2 separate regions of the Mus musculus genome follow, and region 2 is linked to region 1. The links are chromatin contacts, called in public promoter capture Hi-C maps. All regions are on one chromosome and are shown on one strand. The core of a region is the stretch at or near the end of the contact, and the rest is flanking DNA. Distances in the headings are between cores, read along the strand shown.

The links. Promoter capture Hi-C pulls out the DNA fragments that hold promoters and counts their contacts.
Region 2: a contact with region 1 is called in a promoter capture Hi-C map of epiblast stem cells, with 3 times the contacts expected there. The contact joins the enhancer-like site here to the promoter of Mettl24 in region 1. A contact is called at or near these places in 10 of 39 promoter capture datasets (the HPC-7 cell line, HPC-7-derived erythroid cells, the SN4741 cell line and 6 more), 2 of 484 Hi-C or Micro-C datasets (cerebral cortex and nephron progenitors) and 2 of 9 other capture datasets (adipose tissue and macrophages).

What each region holds. Positions count from the first base shown.
Region 1 is chr10:40,681,548-40,685,428 of GRCm38.p6, forward strand. Mettl24 (methyltransferase like 24) reads left to right here and starts at 1,735. Exons shown (of 5, transcript NM_177793.3): 1 at 1,735-2,117. The coding sequence starts at 1,809. It also overlaps a transcript of Ddo not described here.
Region 2 is chr10:40,917,901-40,921,781 of GRCm38.p6, forward strand. It overlaps Wasf1 (WAS protein family, member 1), which reads left to right. Exons shown (of 9, transcript NM_001379453.1): 2 at 2,348-2,508. The coding sequence starts at 2,376. Among named protein-coding and RNA genes, the nearest start is that of Wasf1, 36 kb to the left of the region's middle. Within about 2 kb of position 1,766, at least 38 of the 459 cell types and tissues checked have an H3K27ac peak or open chromatin away from gene starts, as enhancers often do. A contact at or near this core is called in cerebral cortex and epiblast stem cells, where this site is marked.

The DNA of each region.
Region 1 (3,881 bases), core at 485-2,984:
TGTGACAATATTCATAATTTTGTTATTGGTAAATTATTATTATTTAGGTACTAAATACAACATAGTTATGCAATATATGTAACCCTAAATATTGGTCTATTTTCCCACAGGAAAACAGAAGCTCAGAAAAGATACATATTTTGTTTAGTGTCTCATATCACTCAATGAGAGGGTCGTGAATCAAACACAGTTCAAGTAAATAACTGCAGGATTTGAGGCTGTCTCTCTCAGCTTGTGTGAATGAAAGTTTATAATCTTAATAAAGACTTTTAGCTGCAATTTCCCTGGAGGTGGGCAAGTAGATATCTGTCTGTCTGTCTGTCTGTCTATTCCCATCACGTGTGTATACTTTCAAGCATAATAAAACCTCCAAGCCCCTGAGGACCGGTGATGGCCAGGGAATGCACTGGATTAGGCTGATAAGTTCTGTGACTGTGGGGAAACAGGTTTAATGCTCTCTGACAAAGAATAATTCTGCCAAAAAGGAATGGGAATCTCAGAGAGCAGAGCTCCCTATGGAAAATCCCAACATTCAAATGAGGAGGTGGCCAGACTTCATTCTAGATCTCTGTTGTCCGTGTCGCAGGCTAGGGAGAGAGACAACCTACATAGAAGCATGGAAAATATATCCATATGTGTGTGTATGTGTGTGTGATGTGTATGTGTGCTTGTGTGTGTGTGTAATGTGCATGTATGTATGCTTGTGTGTGTGTGTGTGTGTGTGTATGTGTGCGTGTGTGTATGTGTGTGTGCGTGCATGTGTGTGTTGGGGGTGGGTATCTGGCCATGGTTTAAAAAAAACAAAAGAATCCCAAAGAACCTGAATGTAAATCTAGAAATCAATGTCACCCTAAACAGGTGGAGGGAAAGAATCCTAACAAAAGTGGGATACCAACCCCATTTGTGAGTCCAAACTATGAGCATCTAGATTTCTTTAATTAAGGTCAAGGTGACAATGGCAATCCCGGCTAGGGAGCGTTTTGCCCAGAGATAAATATGTCCCTCTGCATTTCTGCCAGGCAGCAGGGAGGTGTGTGTTTGGAGCTAAATTAATTTGATTTCCAGCACTCCATGGTAACTTCTGTTCCCTCTTTCCCGCTGTCAGATGTCTTCGCTGGCTGTCTCCCTTCCCTTCACCCCCACACATTTCATAACACCGAGGGAGAAAGCATGGGCTGGCTTCGGGCAGAATTTAGAAACTGAATAACTAATTTGATTCTTCTGCACGGAGTGCTATTCTCTCCTCTGTACGGAGTGCTATTCTCTCTCTCTCTCTCTCTCTCTCTCTCTCTCTCTCTCTCTCTCTCTCTCTCTCTCTCTCTCTCTCCCCTTGAGGGAGAGAAGTTGTAAACCTGAGCATAAGTATGATTATTTTTATATCATGCTTAGTGGCAAAAACTGCTTGACAACTTTTTCTTTGGGGCCAAACCTGGCGGCTCACCTCTCCTCTTTCCTTGTGTCTAATACTAACACCAACAAATGAAGTCAAAGCTCAGGCGCCCCGGAGGAACGTGCTCTATTCTGACTCTGGCTCTCCCCACTAGCCAGACTTTACAGGCTGGTCACACCTAAGGACACCCAGCCCTGTTATGGCAGCCTGGGTGCACGCCTAGCCCACCGCCCCTCGCTCTTCCTGCTGCGGCTGGGCAGGATAAGGTTACGCCGGGGCCTCCCCGGTCGCAGGGAAGAAGGCGGGCCGCTGGGGAGTTGCCACAGTTGTCAGCCCGGTCCGTTGGGAACGCTTCTCTGCAGGCGGCTGGGAGCTGAGGGTGGGACCCAGAGCACAGCCGGAGGTCGAGGTCCCCGCCATGGCCACTGTCAAGCCTCCCGGGCGTGGTTGTGGAGCCCTGCCCCGGTGGCTGCTCGGTGCCGCGCTGCTTCTGGGCCTACGGCTTTGCATGGAGTTGCGCCACGCGGGCTCGGGACCCCCGGGCCGCGGCGATTCCCCAGGGCCACCCCGGACACACCTACTGTCGGCGCCCGGCTCCCCACGCGGAGCCAGAAGGAGGCAGGTGACCTACGTGCGCAGTGGGCGCCGAGTGCTGCCCCGGGGTGGCGGGAGCACGACGTCCCCAGAGCCGAGCTGCTGTGCCCAGGGCGGGCTTCTCCGCAGGAAGGTCAGTTGCAAACCATGCAGACATGGACCTTGGAGTTGAGCCTGCACCCAGATGGCGCTAGGGAGCCTTCTGCTCAGGCCACTGGGACCTCAAGACTCTTCTATTTCCTTCTAGCTGAGCTCTCCCTGGAACTTTCTGTAGTCTCACTCAGTATCCCTATAGAATGAAGTGGAATTGAGCAGGGATCATGCAAATTCAACTAACGTTTGCTGAGCGCCTACTGTGGCAGACCTCCTTCTAGGAAAGGAGCACCAAGCAACCACACCCATTTCAGCAAGGGAGGGGGCGCTGAAAGGGAAGGAGGCATGGCTTGCCATTGTGTTTTCCCCACCCAGGCCTGGACAAAACCGGATGGGTAGACACTATGAAAGGCTCATCCAGGTGATGGTCAAGATCTGCCTTCCAGTAGCATCCAGACACCGCCCCCTTCACCCACTCCGACCCCAGAGTCCCTACCCAGCAGTGGGAACTGGCACCGGGTGAGAAGCCAAACCCATAGCACCACTTAGTGGGAAATAATCGGATGCTCCAGGGCCAGATCCTTGCCTTGTTAACTTCCCGCACTTCATTGAGTAGGTCAGTTTAAACCTCTGGTTGTTGAAGCCTCACCTTACACCTTCTTTTGGGAGCTCTGTGGTACCTAGGACTGAAAAGATTAGGAATTGGATATATGAGCTTGCCACATCCTTACACCTGCCACTCTTGCTTCCAACTGCGGTGCCATCCTCCGAAGCAAGGCTGGCTGTGCTGCCTGGAGTCGGGTTTTTCTTGATGGCATCTGAGCACCCAGCCCCCACCTGCGAGCTGGCCCCTGCATTTACCAGCCTGCTCTTCCTTTGGCTCCTCTACTCTAACACCCCCACTACTTTCAGTGATTTTCTTCCCCCACTTTTATATGCCCTGCGCTCAGTCTTCCCACATGGCATTGCTTAACAGGCAATTCTCTTATGTTCTGGGACGCACACAGCTCTTTTTTCTGTCTCCGAAATGCACCTCCTATATAAAGACTTAGCTAGTTACTCTAAAAGAGACACCTCCTTCTCACTGTGTCCATGCAGTTCCCATGATGCTGTGCTAAGCTTTCAAAACCCTTGCCAAGGGCTTCCACTGGATGCTGGGTCAAGTGCTGCCAGCACAAACTGAATTCAAAGTGTCTGGGGCTCAGGAAAGTCATACAATTTGATTCAGGCCTTGAACCTATGAAGAAAGATCAAAAAGTGAACAAAGGAGACATTTGAACTGAGATTTGATATTTTTTTTAAGAGTCTGGCCTCCTTTGTTCCTCTGTGGACACCCTTGAACACTCTGTCTTTGATAATCTCCCCTTTCTGAGTGATTCTCCACAACTTTTGTTTCTGCTGTCTCCTGTTTAAGGAGACCTAAGGGGTTGTCTTCCAGGTTATTGGTGACTAGAGCCTGCCTCACAGTGTTTAGGTTTGGAATGCATAGAATCAGGGGGTCACTGGGGGTGTTTGTGGGAAGTTCACCTCTGTCCCCTGTGGGATGCTGGAACAGAGATCAGTCTGAAAATGGCAGGCAGGTGGTAGCTATGGAGGTGGCGAGATGTAGCAAACATGGGGAATGTTGGAAAGTTACGGGGAGAAGCAGCTATCTTGGTTTATCTCTGTTATCTGTTTATCTTTGGTAGATTACAGATAGAATGTGCTGACCCCAGATAACTTTCAAATATCTTTTAGTGATTCAGTTGGAAATGCCAAATAGACATTCAGACACATTGATCTGGGGCTTAGAGGCAATGTCCAG
Region 2 (3,881 bases), core at 516-3,015, 240 kb after region 1:
TTAATCCTTAAATCAGAACTAGTTGCTTTAGAAAGGTATATGTTTGTCTGCCTAAGTTACATGTTTGGTGCCCTAAAGAGCTTTGTTGGTTTTGCCTTTATGTGCCATGGCCATTGCTTTTTCTTCCACTTATATATTGATCAACTGTCGATCATCTGATCACCACCTACTTAGATATTAGAAAAACAAGTTGAATAGGACAAGATTTTTAGTTCTCTCAAACTTTTCATTTAAGTCCAGTACAATAGAATATACGTAGTAGAATTCTGTGAAATGTAAATATGAGTCAAAGTTAAAGACAGGAAAAGTAGGTGGGTACGTCTTCCTGAGGAGTTGGGTGAGGATTCAGAGGAGAGATGCTGGGTATAGGCTCAGCAGTTACTCTTCCCTGTGAGGAGAAAGAGGAAAGGCATTCTAGACAGAGCGTGTGAAGACAGGATGAGAGTAAGGTAGGGATACAGTGAGAGGGGAGTCCGGGAGCAGGAGAGTTGGGGCTCAGCCCTGAGTGCGTGCGAACACACACACACACACACACACACACACACACACACGCTTTAAAAAGGAAATCACGGGGGTGAAGAGATGGCTCAGTCAGTGAAGGACTTACAGGACCCACACGCAGCTCCCTGTCCCCTGCACATAAAGTCAGTCAAATAGTGAACACCAGTGATCCCAGTGCTGAGGGGCTGGACCACTGGCTAGTCTTGATCTGAAAGCTCTGTTTGGAGAGAGACCCTGTCTCAAAAAATAAGGTAGAGGGTGATTAAGGAGACACTCAATTTCTACCTCTACCCACCCCCACCCCCAGATACACATACACACACACACACACACACACACCATTAAGACTACAGAAAATGATCTTAATCTGTGGGAGAAATTGTACCGTTTCATTATAATGTTTTAGTGTTCGTTGGGATTTTTGTTTTGTTTTCTCCAAAGCAAGAAGGCAAGATGACTCAGCAGGTAAAAGTGCTTTGTCACAAGCCTGAAGCCCTGGGTTTGATCCCTGCAGCCCTTGCTGGGAAGAGAGAACTGACTGAGAGGTTGTTCTCCTCTGTCCACAAGTTCATGTCTGCACCCATACACATCATAACACACAGTTAAAAACAACCAAAAAGCATTAAGAAACTCTTTTGCTGTTTTAAAGTGTACAGGGACATTTTTTCAAAGTAAAATTTACTGGGTAAATGTTACCGGCAAGAAGAATTGTGTTTTATTTCTCACTGAAGAGCTCACTGAGAGCATTTTGAACAGTGTTTGCCTTGTACAGCTGACAATAGTGCACATAGCAGCATGAGCGTCTTTCCTGCCTTGGCAGACTTCTGCGCAGCTCCTTCCCACTGCATCTGAATCAGCCTCCGACCTATTGCCTTTTCCCTAAGTGCGGCATTACAGCGCTAGGGTTCCCTGAGTGTGAAATTCTTCTTCCAGCATTTACTTTGTACAGAGCATACTCCCTTTTGTAACAAGTACACTCCTCATTTGTGACCATATGCTGACCTTTCCTAAGTTCTTCCCATTGTGTAGCTAGTCTCTCAAGCAGTGACAGTAGTGACATTTCCAGTCATCTGTCTGTTCTCTTACTCCCCTCGGATTATAACTGAATTTCGTTTTCAGCGTTGTCTTCTTTCATTGTCCTGTCAGCTCCCCTTCCAGCTACCCATTTTGTAAAATGTTGTGTGGCTTTAGGATGAGAGGCAAGAAGGCATGACAGTTAAAAGCTTTGCTGCCTGTGGCTGAGTAACACATACAGTGCAGTGAGCTACATGGCATCCATGGCACACTGGCCACAGCATGCATCTCATAGCAGCAAAGATTCATGTCCCAGACTGCTAGTCGTGACGCTGGAGTTTATACGCTTATAGTTACTATTCTGTGGTCAGTGAAATTTGAACCACAGTGGTGAGAGGCTTGTGTTTGACTAACCATTGCTTGCTGAATCACCCAAATGAGGACAGGCTGAGATGCAAAGCAGCAGAACTTATTGATAATTAAACATTTGGTAGATTTGATGAGATTTAGGGTGTTCCTCTGGGGCACAGCTGGTATATGTAGAAATATAAACGTGATGTTTCTTCCCCAGCCGTTTCAGATTTCCCTCTTACACCAGCTACATAGTACACATCTCTACAATGGTAAATGTCAATGGTGTGGATTCCTCACAGGCCAATTAGTGCTGAAAGTAAGCTTAAAAGAATGGTGTAGTTGGAATAATTGCAAAGAAATGATTAACAAGTGAGTTTGGCTTCTTGTTAGTCCTGCTTTGTCTTCATACAGTATGTACCTTCATTCTTCCATGTGCCATTCTCTGACTGATGGCAGTTTCTCTTTCTGTTTCTCACAGGTGAGCTGGTTCAGTGGCTGAGCTCAAGATGCCGTTGGTGAAAAGAAACATCGACCCTCGGCACTTGTGCCACACAGCACTGCCCAGGGGCATTAAGAACGAACTGGAATGTGTAACCAACATTTCCCTGGCAAATATAATTAGACAACTGAGTAGCCTAAGTAAGAATTTATATCACTTTAAATATTGCAGACCAGAATTTGCTTTGGAGTTATTATGTTTAAAAATGTACTTGTTATTAATTTAAGAGGGATGTTTCATCTAAGGATTATAACATTATTATGAAAATTTAGTCACTAAGTAACATCAGTGAGTTACAACAGTAATTTCTTCCTATTAAGGAAATAACAGAACCTCTCTAAACAGTATCACACAGTGGTTAGAAGTAGTAAAACTGTTGTGAAAATGTGATTTGACCTGCAGAGGATAGAGCCAGAGTTATATGATGCTTGGTTGTTACCTTGGTTTTCTATTTTTGTATGATTTAACTATTTGTATTTGGGAACTTTAAGTTCTCTTTAAAAATATATCTTATTACTACCAGGAAAAAGCTTCACACTATCAAAGGTGTATAGAGCAAGGTATGCGCACACTAGTGGGGGGATTAACAAGTGAGTCTGTGTGATATCAGAGTGTGGGACCAAGTGTCTAGAATACACCGTAACGTAAAAACGGCAAGAGAATGCAGCTTCTGTCAGGCAAGATTGGCTAGAGAGAAGGCATTAGGAGGCCTATTGAGATAGTCGCCATGGTACATAAGTTCAAATCCCCAGCACCCACATAAAAAGCTGGGTATATCTGCATGTGCCTCTAAGTCTAGTATTGGGGATCAAAGATAGCAGATCCCAGTGGCTTACTGGCCAGGCCCCTTAGCTGAAACAGTGAGGTTCCAGTTCAGTGAGAGACTCTGTCTCACATGCACACGTGCACACACACACACCCATACACTCACACACGTGGTACACAGTGGTGGGCACATAGAGAAGGAAGCATGTAGTAACACATCCTTGAGAGGTAACAGGATGCACTTTGTTAAGGAATTACACAAATTATTTTCTGTTGTTATTAACTTTAAAAAAAATACATCCAGTGTGTCTTTTAATGGAACGAATGAGCTTTTTATTCAGATAACTATATTTCATTTTAAATATGAATTAGGTGTTCTTGACTAGATGTATTCCCTGAATGTATTTCTACTAGGTTTTTCCCTTTAATACCCCATCATCCTAGATTCTCTTAGCGGTTGGGTTTGGCTCCTTTCCTCTCCTTTCAACTCATGTCTCCTCTTGGTTCTCATTAGGGATCAGCTAGATCCCTCCGATACCATAATTCACAGATGATCAAGCCCCTTGGGTAAGGTGGTATATTCACACATTTTCCCATACATCGTGCAAAATTACAACACTTACTACTTCATAAAAGCTGTGTGCGTAATTGTTAACTGTGTTACTTACCAGAAAAGGTCTATATGTATTCAATACTGAAGCAATTTTTTTTCAGTTTTTTCCAAAATTGATTGAATTAGATTAAATCC